2 separate regions of the Hordeum vulgare genome follow, and region 2 is linked to region 1. A link is a contact called in public Hi-C data. All regions are on one chromosome and are shown on one strand. The core of a region is the stretch at or near the end of the contact, and the rest is flanking DNA. Distances in the headings are between cores, read along the strand shown. Region 1 holds the start of LOC123401338. Region 2 holds the start of LOC123401312 (bifunctional dethiobiotin synthetase/7,8-diamino-pelargonic acid aminotransferase, mitochondrial).

Region 1 (6,183 bases), core at 1,852-4,351:
TGGTATTTATTTCTTGAGTTCTGAATGTCCGACTCTGGCTGGCGATTTTCTTGTGCAAGAAGGGGATTGTACTTGTGAAATCGATCTGTAAAATTGGTGAGTCTTTGATACCCTTATAGGACTTGACTTATTGTCTATAAAACCCGGTCAAATTCACGGGCAGTTCTGGACGAATCAAGGAAAAACTAGAGTGAACCCAAAGAGTATAGTGTTTAGAATGTATGAACGATCATGGATATATAATTGATATACAATATGTATCATAAACACACTTGTATTCTTTTTATATAGTAGCCCTTTGTAAATTAATATAAGAGTGTTTAGATTATTAAAGTGGTGATCTAAGGATCTTTATATTAGTTTGAGAGGTGATTTCCTATGCATGATGGTAGCTACACATTCTTTGGTATAAATGCCTTTTTTGATATACTAGGAGTCAGTGGCATTGGCACAAGTGCATTTTTGTTGTATACGAATAACCTTTTTCACTTTTATTTGTCTTTTTGTTACCTTTTTGACACAAGTGTCTTTTCATTGTGTAGAAAGGGCGTTTCTCATTTCTTTTGGTCTTTTTTCCTTGCCTTTTTGGCATAAATGCATATTTCTTGCCTGGAAAGTCCAAAACCACGATATTTTTGATATAAAGTTATTTTTCATATTTCAAAATAATTTATAAAATTAATTAGAAAAAAAATTGAGGCCATGTGTAGCTATCATCATGGTAGCAAACTATTTCTCATATTAGTTTACGAAGGGAGTAACTTTTTATATAAAATTACGTCATGATTGTGAATTCAAACTTTAATTGTTTCTGACGACAATAATGTAAGCCCCATGATTCCACATAAGATAGCCACCAAACTCTTTGTTTCGTTTTGGCTGTCACAAAAAAAACACATTTTTACATATTTTTTCTAGAATGTCTACATTCTATGTATTTTTTTGAGTAGAAAGTGGCCTCCTCCCTGTTTCATTTTATTAGAATGAGGCATAGAGCCCAACCACGGTCATAGCCAGCTCAATAGTTAAACCAGAATTTTCAATAACAGAAAAACTAAACAGAACATAAGACCAATAAAAACAGAAGTCCTCTTCAACAGTCAACCAATTTCTACTTAGGGCTCCTTTGATTCATAGGATAGGAAAAATGAAAGAATAGGAAAAATGGAGGATTGACATGCCATGTCCACTTGAATCCCGTGGAAATGGAAAACACAAGATTTGGCACAAGTGGGTGTTTGATGGGAGCATAGGAAAAACGTATGGAAAAATGAAAGAATAGGAAAAATGGAGGATTGACATGCCATGTTCACTTGAATCCCGTGGAAATGGAAAACACAAGATTTGGCACAAGTGGGTGTTTGATGGAAGCATAGGAAAAACGTAGTAACTCAAGGCATTATAATATTATTATTTTGAAAGGCGTGCATTCAAACAAGTAGCCGTTGGTCACCAAGCTAGCCGTTAGGCTGCATCAGTACATATAGAAGCTCTGCACTTCATACAGCTCTAAGAACAAGTTTCCATTCATATGCACCAGAATGCTGCATGCAAGTCCGTCTCTAAAATCCGAGGTTAGTTCTTTTCATGTACATGTTCCCTTTGTTGTACTGGACCGTCTCTGAAATCTGAGGTTGTCTCTGAAATCAAAAGCCATATTCTTTTTTAGTTTCTGCATTCTGTAACTTACTCAAGATGTAACTCGGTAATTTTCCAGAGGCTTGTTTTCATAGCGTCCAATGAATCCAAGCTACCGTCGTAGATCAAAAAGTGAGGATGAGTTTGCTCTTTTTGTTCTTTCTACTTTAGGAGAACACTCCTCAAGAAGACTTATGCACACTTCAATACTTACAGGTGCACGACGTGTAAATGAAATTTTAAATGAACATGACGACCTATGCAAAAAACACTTTAGAATGGAGACCGATATATTTCAAGCTTTGGTACACAAATTGCGCGAGAATGATCGCCTTGTTGATGGAAGAGATGTCTCTGTAGAAGAACAAGTTGCTATATTTTTGTATGCATTATCTAAGAATGCAACAAATGATATTTTGACAGATTGGTTTCAGCATAGTGGACAAACAATCAGTTACTATTTTGGAGAAGTGCTCACTGCAATTACTCAACTCTATTCTGTATACATACGTCCACCTTCCCTACATCCGCATCCAATCTTGAGTAAAGAAAAGTTCTACCCTTTCTTCATCGCCGAGGAGCTGGGCAGAAGGCCGGACGGCCGTGGCGGCGCAGCACGACTAGGTCGATGCGAAAGCGATTGGGGAAGTGGTGCTTGTTTTTTACGACTCGTCTCGTCAAAACCTACGCGAGCATATATTTACCGCGGAAACCGTGAGCGTGCGGGTGAGCGAGCAGAGCGCGTGCTTTTTTTCCCGTCAGGATTCTTTTCGAAAACTTCGATCTCTTGAAAACTTTTCAGTAAAACAGAGAAAGGAAAATCCCATAAGATTGATTTCCTCCTGTGAATCAAACGATCACCAGAGGGAAAATTCCATAGGATTAGAATCCCATGAAAATCCTACAAAAATCCCATGAATCAAAGGAGGCCTTAAACTTATTAAGGACCGAGGAGGGGAAGAAAGGCCATCAAGGCATCATTGGGGTCTCCAGGAAACCTAAGAGATGGCTTCTCATTTGGGTCCTTCAGATCATCTCCAAACAATCCTTCGAAGAGATGTCTACATTCTATTTTTTTTTTTGTATTTTTTGATGTTGAAATATTTAAATGTATACGGATTATTTCTCAAGAGCGGGAGTACGATCATAATTCGAAGTACTTACCCTTCTACGTACGTGCCAAGGAAAAATTATACGGCCACGTGTGTATCTCTCAACATTTGCAGAAATAAAGAGGATTTTATTTTTATTCTCCCGGTTAATTCGGGTTTCATTACCGTCCTCCATTTTCCACGGCTATTGCTCCTTCCCTCTCGCTCGTCCCCTCCCCTCTTCCCACCCCCACCACCTCCGCCAACCAGAGCCCACTCACCTCCCCCCTTCCGCTCGCCGCCCTCCCCGCCGGATTCCGCGGCTCGCGGCGAGAGTCCCGAGCCTCGGGTCGCCGGCAACCGTGCCGGATCCGGCGGGCACTCGGCGCGGCAGCGAGCTCCCGCGGCGTCTCGCGCAGATCCGACGCGCGCGCCTACGCTCGTCGGGAGACCCAGGGACTACTGCTGCGGCTGTGGTGGGCTCCGGTGCCTTCTCGAGTGTGGGCGGGGCGGAATTCGGAGAGGACGAGCTGGGGCCGTGAGAGTCGGGCGGGCCGCGGGCGCGCTCACCGCGAGCGCTTGGAGCCAACCCACCCACGGGCGTCACGTTGTAGCGGCACGCCGCCGACGCCATGATCGAGCAGTTCGTCAATTTCGTCATCCGGCCGCCTCGGTACCCTCCTACCTCCCGCATGATGTGCTGCTGCTTTTGTTGTTTGGTGCTAATTGACACGCGGCCGTGCTCGTCTCCTTGTAAATTGGAACGATGTCGGCGGGATTAAATCGGGCGTTAGGTACGCATGCAACATCGGGCCCGGATTGGTTATTCCTTTAATGCTCGCGTATGTAGCTGTTCATTGTGTGTGGTACGTTTTACAATGCCGAATCATTTTGCCTGCCTTGTTAACTGTACCATTAGTCAAGTTTGAAAATTGCAAGTTCCACTTAAAATCTGGTAGGACAATGGACGAGGAAGCAGAGGGCAGTTGTTTCTGTTAGTATTACATTACACACATGATGGTACTTCGGACTTGATTATGTTGTTCGCTCGGTGCAAATCAGTACCATCATGTGCAGTTAAAGCTAGCCACAACGCAATTGTAATTAAGCTTGTCATGTTACGAATAATTGTACCAGTAACTGTTCAGACATGATGTCTGTCCATATAGCGCTAAGAAGTAACTCTAACCTATCGTGGCAATCTTAATGCTGAAATTTCGAACTGAGATCCTTATGGAGGGGGCGAATGAGATGTTTAATTAGATAAGAAATGCCATGTATATAAAATGTCCATTTTTGCGTTTTTTAACTTCAAATATTTTAAGCATCTGCAGTTGATCTGATGGGATTTAATGGCTAATTTGCAGGTCAGAGTATAATCCAGATCAGTACTTATGGGAGAGAGAGTTTATGCTCGCAGGGCGAAGGTATAAACGAATAGACTTGGAGGCAAGTACGGAGACCAATTATCGAGGTTTCTTCTTTCTTTAGTTTGCTGATGAGAAATGACGCCAACTGGGGACATCTTTGATTATAACCTTATTGGTATACCTTAACCTGGCAGCTCACAAATGCAAGGGGCCATACCTTAAAATGCAGCCACTATCTTCCTGCTTTCGTTCCAGAAAATATTGCCCTCCCGTGTGTGATCTACTGCCATGGAAATAGGTACTTACCCTGCATGATCACTGCTAGCATATGTTTGCTCATGCATTGAGCACTTGTTAGTTTTGGCATTTTATTTAATTTAACTTGCTTTATATAACATACATGTAGATTTTGGAAACGGTAGCACTGGATTAATAGCACAAATTTATAAATCTATGGACTTACTAATTATGATATAGCTTATCACCTCGAGCAATCACCAATATCTTCTGGAATATTTAACAGGATTTTGCTCTAACTCAATGCAGCGGATGCAGAGCAGACGCAAATGAAGCCGCTGTAGCACTTCTTCCTTCAAACATCACAGTTTTCACACTAGACTTTTCTGGTTCAGGTCTATCAGACGGAGATTATGTCAGCCTTGGTTGGCATGAGGTATATAGTCAGTATAAATTTTCTTCTTCTGCACTCATATCGCTGTTCACTGTATTCTGAAATTCACAGTAATTTACTTCTAGAAAGAGGACCTCAAATGTGCAGTATCATTCCTGCGCACCAACAAGCAAGTTTCCCGTATAGGCCTTTGGGGGCGATCGATGGGTGCTGTTACAAGGTACTTTCTGGTTTGTATACAATGTGTGCCCCGTTTCCTTCAGGACATCTCTCTATTTCATTTCACACTACTCAATATTTTTAGATCACAATGCACTAGATGGTTCTTGAACAGAACTGTGTGTGTTCAAGTGATTCTTGGTTCTTCCGTTTAGTTCTTATAGATTGAGATGTTTATCTACATCTTCAGGCCTTTAATTAATGTTTTGTATAAATGTAACACAGCCTACTATATGGAGCAGAAGATCCCTCAATTGCTGGCATGGTTTTGGATAGTGCTTTCACCAACTTGTATGGCTTGATGATGGAACTTGTGGATGTTTACAAAATCCGAGTTCCTAAATTCACGGTACGTGCATCTACCGCAGAGTCTGCTGCTTCCCTACCATTATGAAATGATCATGGAAGAAAGTGCATAATGTATTGCCTTATTTTTGGAAAGTCATGACATATTACTATGGTTCTTGTTCCCTTTCAAGCACAACACTGCCATATCATGGTGCAGCTCCACATATTTTCCCATGCCTCCATCAAAATCATGGTTTTTCTAAGCATCCAGTCAATTAGTTCTTTCCTGCAATTATGAGTGGCTGCACAATAATTCAATCGTTTGCTACTTTACCACGTTAGGACGTATAGAAACTTTAAACTATGGGACTAATTCATTCAGTTTTTTAGGCTCAAAATACATATAAATATGCAGCCCATATCCAATCCAATACAACTGAAATAATGGCTGATGCCATCTCAACCTACTTCTGTGTGCACTGCATTTTGAAGTTCCCGATGTGATGTTAGTTTCGTAATAAGTATGAGACAAAATGTTATACCTTTTAACGGAATTTGCCAAGTAGTACTTCCTTCAGAGTATACCCATCTGCATTTAGCTTGGACACACATCCTCTGGTTGCAACTTGCAAAAGTTTGTGAAGTTTTATCTTACTGCACTCTTATTCTGCTACTGAAATATAATTTGCAGACACTCAATGTTAGCACAGAAGTGACTCCTACATTTTGAGCTTTCACTTCTATCATTGAGTTAGTAGAGGAATCTGTTTGCTCACTATGATGTATAGAAGGACGATGTGTTTATCAGATACTTAGATTTTGGTGAAGTTGCTTATTTCATTCTCGCCAACGTAAACAATTTTCAAATCTTTTTGAGTGTTGCCGTAATTGCATAGTGTTGACGAGGTCTTCTGCTTTTTCAGGTTAAGATGGCTGTACAGTACAT
Region 2 (6,183 bases), core at 1,093-3,592, 670 kb before region 1:
AAAAGAGAAATTTAGGCTACAAAAATTGCATGTCAATAGTTCAACATACAGAACTTTAGCCATAAAACATTTGCAATAAGAGTTCCCTTAGCAAACCAAGGTAAAAGAGATTCTGAAAATACAGGAAGTGCAAGAATAACCTGCAACTTAGAATCAGGTCCTTGAGTCCACCAACTTGCACATGCATCAAACTGAGGGATCATCATCATCTTGTTGTCTTTCACCTACATCAAAAGATACCATAATAATGCCGCTAATGTTTCAAAGCTTCATTTCAAAATTCTTTTCGAAAGCTTGGAATATGGATTGGACAAACCTTGTATGCTGAAAAACTCTCACCACAGCGCGAATCAATTACTGTAACACAATCTACAGGTACAAGATTGTGCTGAGTGAAGGGCCACCACAGTAAATCCTTTGATTTTCTTTGCATACTGTTTAACCTCTGAATTCTTGTCAAATGAAAAGATCGCAGGGCATCTTCAAGCAAACCAAAAACTGAAGATGATTCGGAAAACCAATCAGTTAGGTCATCTGATGGATCTTCTGGAATAGGTGGCAAAACAAGCACTGGTACCCTAAATAGTACAAACATTGTGAAGTTGTCGTATCAATGAAATTGGAGCTGCTAAAACATTTATAAAAATAACAAAAAGACTGAACCGTGTTACCTGTTTCTTAAGTAAGAAAGCAAGAACTTGTTGTTTGACAAACCATGATCTTCCAAAATTACTGCGCTAACATCATACCCCCTGAGCAACAAAGTTTCATATGCCGATAAAGTGCATGAAATACCACCAAGACGACCATCTCCAACAAGAATAGTAGGCAACCTAAACTGCCTGCCAAGAGTCACGTAATCACGAGGTGTGTTGATGTAAATCAGTCTAATAAACCTAGCAGTAAAGAAGCTTGTGCAAACAGTTAAATAGGCCACAAGGTTCTTTAAAAATAGATGTAATGATGTAACCAGTTCAACCATGGTTAAAAGAATTTCAAAGTATGCTCGATGTCTGGTAATAACACCATAAGTTCCCAAGAAACAAAGCATGTTAAAAGAAGAGATGAGCGTGTAGACATACATCAGAAATATTTCAGAAACGGTCACCAAATATGTGATTACTTTCAGCACTTGTAAAATAAAAACATAAATTTGATCCAGTTAATGAAAGGTTGAAAACACAACAAATCAGCACGATATCCAACATATAACATCAAGAGAACTTCAAAGCAGCAGATCGTTCACCGCAATTATCATGCTCGCTAACCACCATTGTTATCTCCAGCTTGCATGATATCTTCTTACAAACTACCAATGTGATAGTGATTTCAATGGAAGAAGCTAATGATTTTTTTAGGTATTGAGATCCCTTGTGAATAGACAGAACAAACATCAGACTATACCACTGAACTAAACACTGGAAACAAGTATATATAACAGAAACGTCAATTGCATCATACACTAAATTGCGCACCATTTCATTCCCTCGATTAATTCAGACTTCTTTTTCTGAGAAATCAATTAATTCAAACTAAACACCCCGCAAAACATGCTTACTAGTACGCGTTTGGTAACATTAAATAAGTAAAACAGCAAATTTACCGCTGAAGAGGCATTACAACGCACCTGTAGAGATCGCACTGCAGCGTGCCAGACGGGCCCGGGCTGGCCACGCCGCCGGCAGTCTCGACCAGCTTCCACACATCCCCCTCCCCCTTCCCCAAATTTTCCCCCTCGACGAGGCACGCTGCCAGGAGCGACCTCACATGCGCGTCTTCTACCGCCATCCCCTCCCTCTCCGCCGCCAGGTGCGGCGACACCGCCTCCCGCCATGCGTACAGCGTCCTGCAAGCCAGAAGCTTCCTCACCGCCTCACCCTCCCCGTCGTAGGAGAAGGCCGCCTCCTCGCGGGAAGGGGATTGGGTTTCCACTGACGGGGCAGGGGAGAGGGTGTCGATGGAGGCGGCGAGGTGCGCGGCGTGGGAGGGGCGGAGAAGCGCGGGGACCCTGCGGTAGAGGAACCCCGCGTCGGAATCGTCGGGGAAGCCGGTCTGGAGCGGTTTGAGGTAGAGGACGGCAGAGGGGGAAGCGGCGTGGGAACGGAGGAGGGAGGCGGCGAGGCCAGCGGAGACGAGGGTCTTGCCGACGCCGGTGTTGGCGCCGAAGACAGCGAAGGTCGGCGAGGAGAGGGGTAAGGCGGAGGAGAATGAGGAGGAGTAATGGAGCCGACGGGCATGGCGGAGTAGGAGGCGACGGAGCATGGCTGCTGGCTCGGGTTCTACATACGGGGGTTTGGGAGGAAGAACAGCGGGGCCGAAGAACAGAGTATGATAAGCTACAGAATGCCGAATGATTTGCAAAAGCAAAGGGGAGTACTAGGCGCCGGCGCGCCGGCGCGAGCGCCAGCGCCGGTCGCAGGCTGACCGTCCGATATGCACAGGGACCGTCAGATCTTGCAACAAATTTCGACGCTATGCAGCATTTTTCGCAACGGTTGCAACAAAAAATTAATTATAGCAAAAAAATATCTACATGATCGTAGCAAAAAAACAAAGAAGATGATGCGTGGTAGCAAAAGTTAAACGCCGATTGTAGCAAAAATCTACATGACGTGTATGCAACTTTTTCAGCGAACGGTTGCAGCAAAAAATGATGCCGGTTATAGCAAAAAATAGCACGGTTGTAGCAAAAGTCAAAACGCCGGTTGTAGCAAAAATTCAACGAACTCGAGTTGCAACCAAACGTATATGCAACTTTTTTACTGTACAAATCTAGTAAATAAAAAACGCTTGTAGCAAATATGAACGTTGGTCGCAACAAATTTACACGAGAAAAAAGCTGCATAAAAAACATTTGTAACAAAAAAATACACGATTGCAGCAATTTTTACAGAAAAATGATGCATACACCTGCCAGCTAGCGCGACCCGCGCGCGACCGGCCGAACGATTCGGCCGGCGCGCCAGGGGGGAAACGTTTCCCTTTGCAAAAGGAAAACGATCTGAATCATCCGGCTGATTTGGCGTGGACGCCACGCGTGGTGTGGACCACACGTGCAAAGTCTTTTATCTCGGGAAAGCGTTAGGCATCAGACTACAGGCGTTTTAGCATCCATCAAACTATTTATGCACCGTCGGATCAGGGGCAATGGAATCCATCAGATTAGTGGGATGTACAGGTTGAGAGGGTTTAAAAGCCTGTAATTAAGCGGTCGGGCGTACACAATAACTCTCCCTAAAAGTACGCCCTCGACATACGTCTTCCTCCCGCGGGAGAAAAGCTCGTCTGTTGTGCCTCTTCCTCCCGCGCGCATGCTTCCTTTGAGAGACCAGAATCTGCAGAAATGGCGCATCTAAGACGTGATATCAAGTATAGGGGGTTTCTGATGCAATCTGGCGGCATGGATCGTGTAGTACCAGCGGTTTTAAAGGCGTTTTGGGTGTTGTGGCTTCGAGTAATCCGACGTACATGAATCCGTTTGTGCTGAATATTGGAGATGAGGAGGTAACATGAACACCTTGGTACATATTCAGAGTTTTTAGCTGTCCTTTTTCGGATGTTTATTGTAGCTCTGATGTATGTTGGTAGTCTGATGCATTGTTTGGCTGGTTTTTAACCCAAACATGAGGGATCCTTGATGAATCTGTATGATGAATGTGAGAGCAAGTAGTTAGAAGCACGTTTTGTTGCCTGTAGATTCAAATTTATTTGCTGATGGAAGCTTAGACTGTATTGCCGTTGTCTGTGTTCAGAATATGTTGTGGTCTGGTAGAACCGTATAGGTTCAGATATATTCATATGTGGTCTCTGTTTCAGTTGTGTTCAACTTGGGCCCATTGTTTTGGCTCTGCGATTTCATGTGTACAATGGTGATGCTAAAAAAAATTCTTTGTGGGATGAAATCATGGAGGACATTGAAGGGGACACATATGCTCCATGTGGTAATGATGCAACAACTACTCGACCAGCTGCGCCATATGTTAGATTAGTCTTTGAGACCATTGAGGAAGCACAACCGGCCAGCCGCATATGGACTCTGGAGCATGAGCGATTCTTTATCTTTTTTAGTCATTATTGATTGTCACCTGAGAAAAAAGAGTAATGTGATGGGTTAGCAAAATTTGTATGCTTGTATTAGGCACGGCAGCAAAATTACAATGCAAAAAAAATGAATGCATTTTTCATGACGGGAGCACAAAAAAGTGGCCACATTAGCAGAGGGATATGTTACACTAAGAGGACTCAGAATACGGTGCATGACACAGGCATTAGTAAGTTGCTTCCATTGAGTGGATGCTTATACGGGTGGAAGCATTTTTATAAACAACCAAATCAGAACCCGTACACTCCAGACGCATATGTGTGTGATGCAATTTTCAGATGCGACCAGGTTCATTTGTGCTATTCAATGGAAGCAAGGGGTTTTCAAAAAAAGGGATACATAACAAATTTGCCGCCCAATGTGTGTGTAGATTTTACACAGGATGCATATTGGGATGTATTGTATTAGGCACGACAGCAAAATACAGTGCAAAAAACTGAATCCTTTGTTTCGTGACAGGAGCATAAAAAATGGGCACACGATGAATATGGCGCATGACACAGGCATTAGTAGGTTGCTTCCATTGAGTGGATGCTTATCCTAGTGGCTGGTTTTCATGGAAGCATTTCTATAAAACGAACGAATCAGAAACCATACACTGCAGAACCTAGTGCTAGCGACGTCAATGGAGAGGACGTCGACCGACACCAACAACACCCCCTTTTCCATAAAAGCGGCCATGCCTGACATGCTATTCAAGAAATAAAACAATATAGGTACACTCAGGGTGCAACTAACAGGAAGATGTGCATTTGTGTTGGTTATACTATTGAAGCAGGCAATCAAATTAAAGGGTGCATGTTTTGTTCTCCTGTTTATGTTGACGAAGCACCGAATGATATTCTATGAAGCTTTGTAAAATTCTACCGAAAGCAAGTAACTTAGATTATAACATATTGCGAAAATAGAAAAGGGAGCATACAATGACAATGTTTGAAACAATAATGCAAAGCATGGAAGCATTTGACATAGGAAGCATATTGGGGGTGTACTTGAACTATAAATTGCGCATATAGGAAGCACGGGTACCATGTATAAAAATTCAAACCAAAATGTTATTCCATGAATGAACATAGGGAACATTTAGTCTACTAGGATGAATTAGACAGCATATTTCATTGCAAAAAGATGAGAACAAACCCCAAATCTGGGACAATGCACAAAAAAACAGAGTACCTATGAACTGGGGATGGGGAGCTCCAGAAATTGGCGGCCGATGTAATGCGGCAGATTCAATCGACGGGTGAAGCCTTGGCGATGGTGCGGATGGAATGAGGGTGCCTGCTCCGCTCGCCGCCGACGTGGTGGTAGATCCGAGGGGGGGTCGAGCTGGTGGTGCGGGGCGGGTCGAGCACAGGCGGTGAGCTAGATGTGTCGGTGGGCGGTGATGGTTGCGTCGATGGCCGGTGGGGCAGCGGGTTCTGTGGCATGTTGAGGCAACGACGTTGGCTGGTGGCGGTGGAGGAGATTCCGCTGCAGGCGGCGAGGGTGAGTTGGGGAAACGGATGAGGGGGCAGAGGATGGCGCGGGGTTGTCGATGCATGGACGCTCCGGTGGTCGGTCCGGTGGACGGTGATGCTGGCGTCGGTGGCCGGTGGGGGCAGCGGGGTCGGTGCCTGTACTGGTGGCGTCGTTGGTTGGTGACGATGGAGGGGATGTCGCTGCACGCGATGATGCATGAGGTGGGGGGACAGGGAGGGGGCAGAGCACGAGCGGTGGTTGTGGGGGATTAATTGCAGATGATTACGCGCGAGATTAACGGAACAGGGTCTTCAGATACCATATTATTCAAAACGCAGGTGAAATCTGGAGCGTCGGGATTCTTCTGAATCGACGCGATTCGAGCGGTCTGGCGATGGCGTCGTTCCAGACTATAGATACTAAGCGTTTACCTTTATCTCGAGTGTAAACGTAAGTGGTCAGTTCTTTTTCTATCTTACCAGCGATGCAGCGAGATACTCTTTCTATCTATCATCTCCTACCTTCGTCTGGATGCACCGTCTCTCCACCACTTCGTTATTAGCCTCGTCGGAGCAAGCCGGACCGCATCTCCGCCATCAACCCTCGTCGGAGCAAGATGT

What was found. A called contact is a pair of places that touch in the nucleus more often than the background predicts.
Region 2: a contact with region 1 is called in a Hi-C map of leaf, with 3 times the contacts expected there. The contact joins the promoter of LOC123401312 here to the promoter of LOC123401338 in region 1. A contact is called at or near these places in 4 of 6 Hi-C or Micro-C datasets (leaf and seedling) and 1 of 1 datasets of contacts at active chromatin or transcription factors (embryo).

Annotation. Positions count from the first base shown.
Region 1 is chr6H:144,782,000-144,788,182 of MorexV3_pseudomolecules_assembly, reverse strand. It overlaps LOC123401338, which reads left to right and starts at 3,101. Exons shown (of 14, transcript XM_045095122.1): 1 at 3,101-3,402; 2 at 4,097-4,178; 3 at 4,294-4,397; 4 at 4,646-4,772; 5 at 4,856-4,950; 6 at 5,175-5,298; 7 at 6,161-6,183. The coding sequence starts at 3,362.
Region 2 is chr6H:145,455,326-145,461,508 of MorexV3_pseudomolecules_assembly, reverse strand. LOC123401312 (bifunctional dethiobiotin synthetase/7,8-diamino-pelargonic acid aminotransferase, mitochondrial) reads right to left here and starts at 2,342. Exons shown (of 14, transcript XM_045095085.1): 1 at 1,628-2,342; 2 at 672-842; 3 at 317-578; 4 at 141-224. The coding sequence starts at 2,262.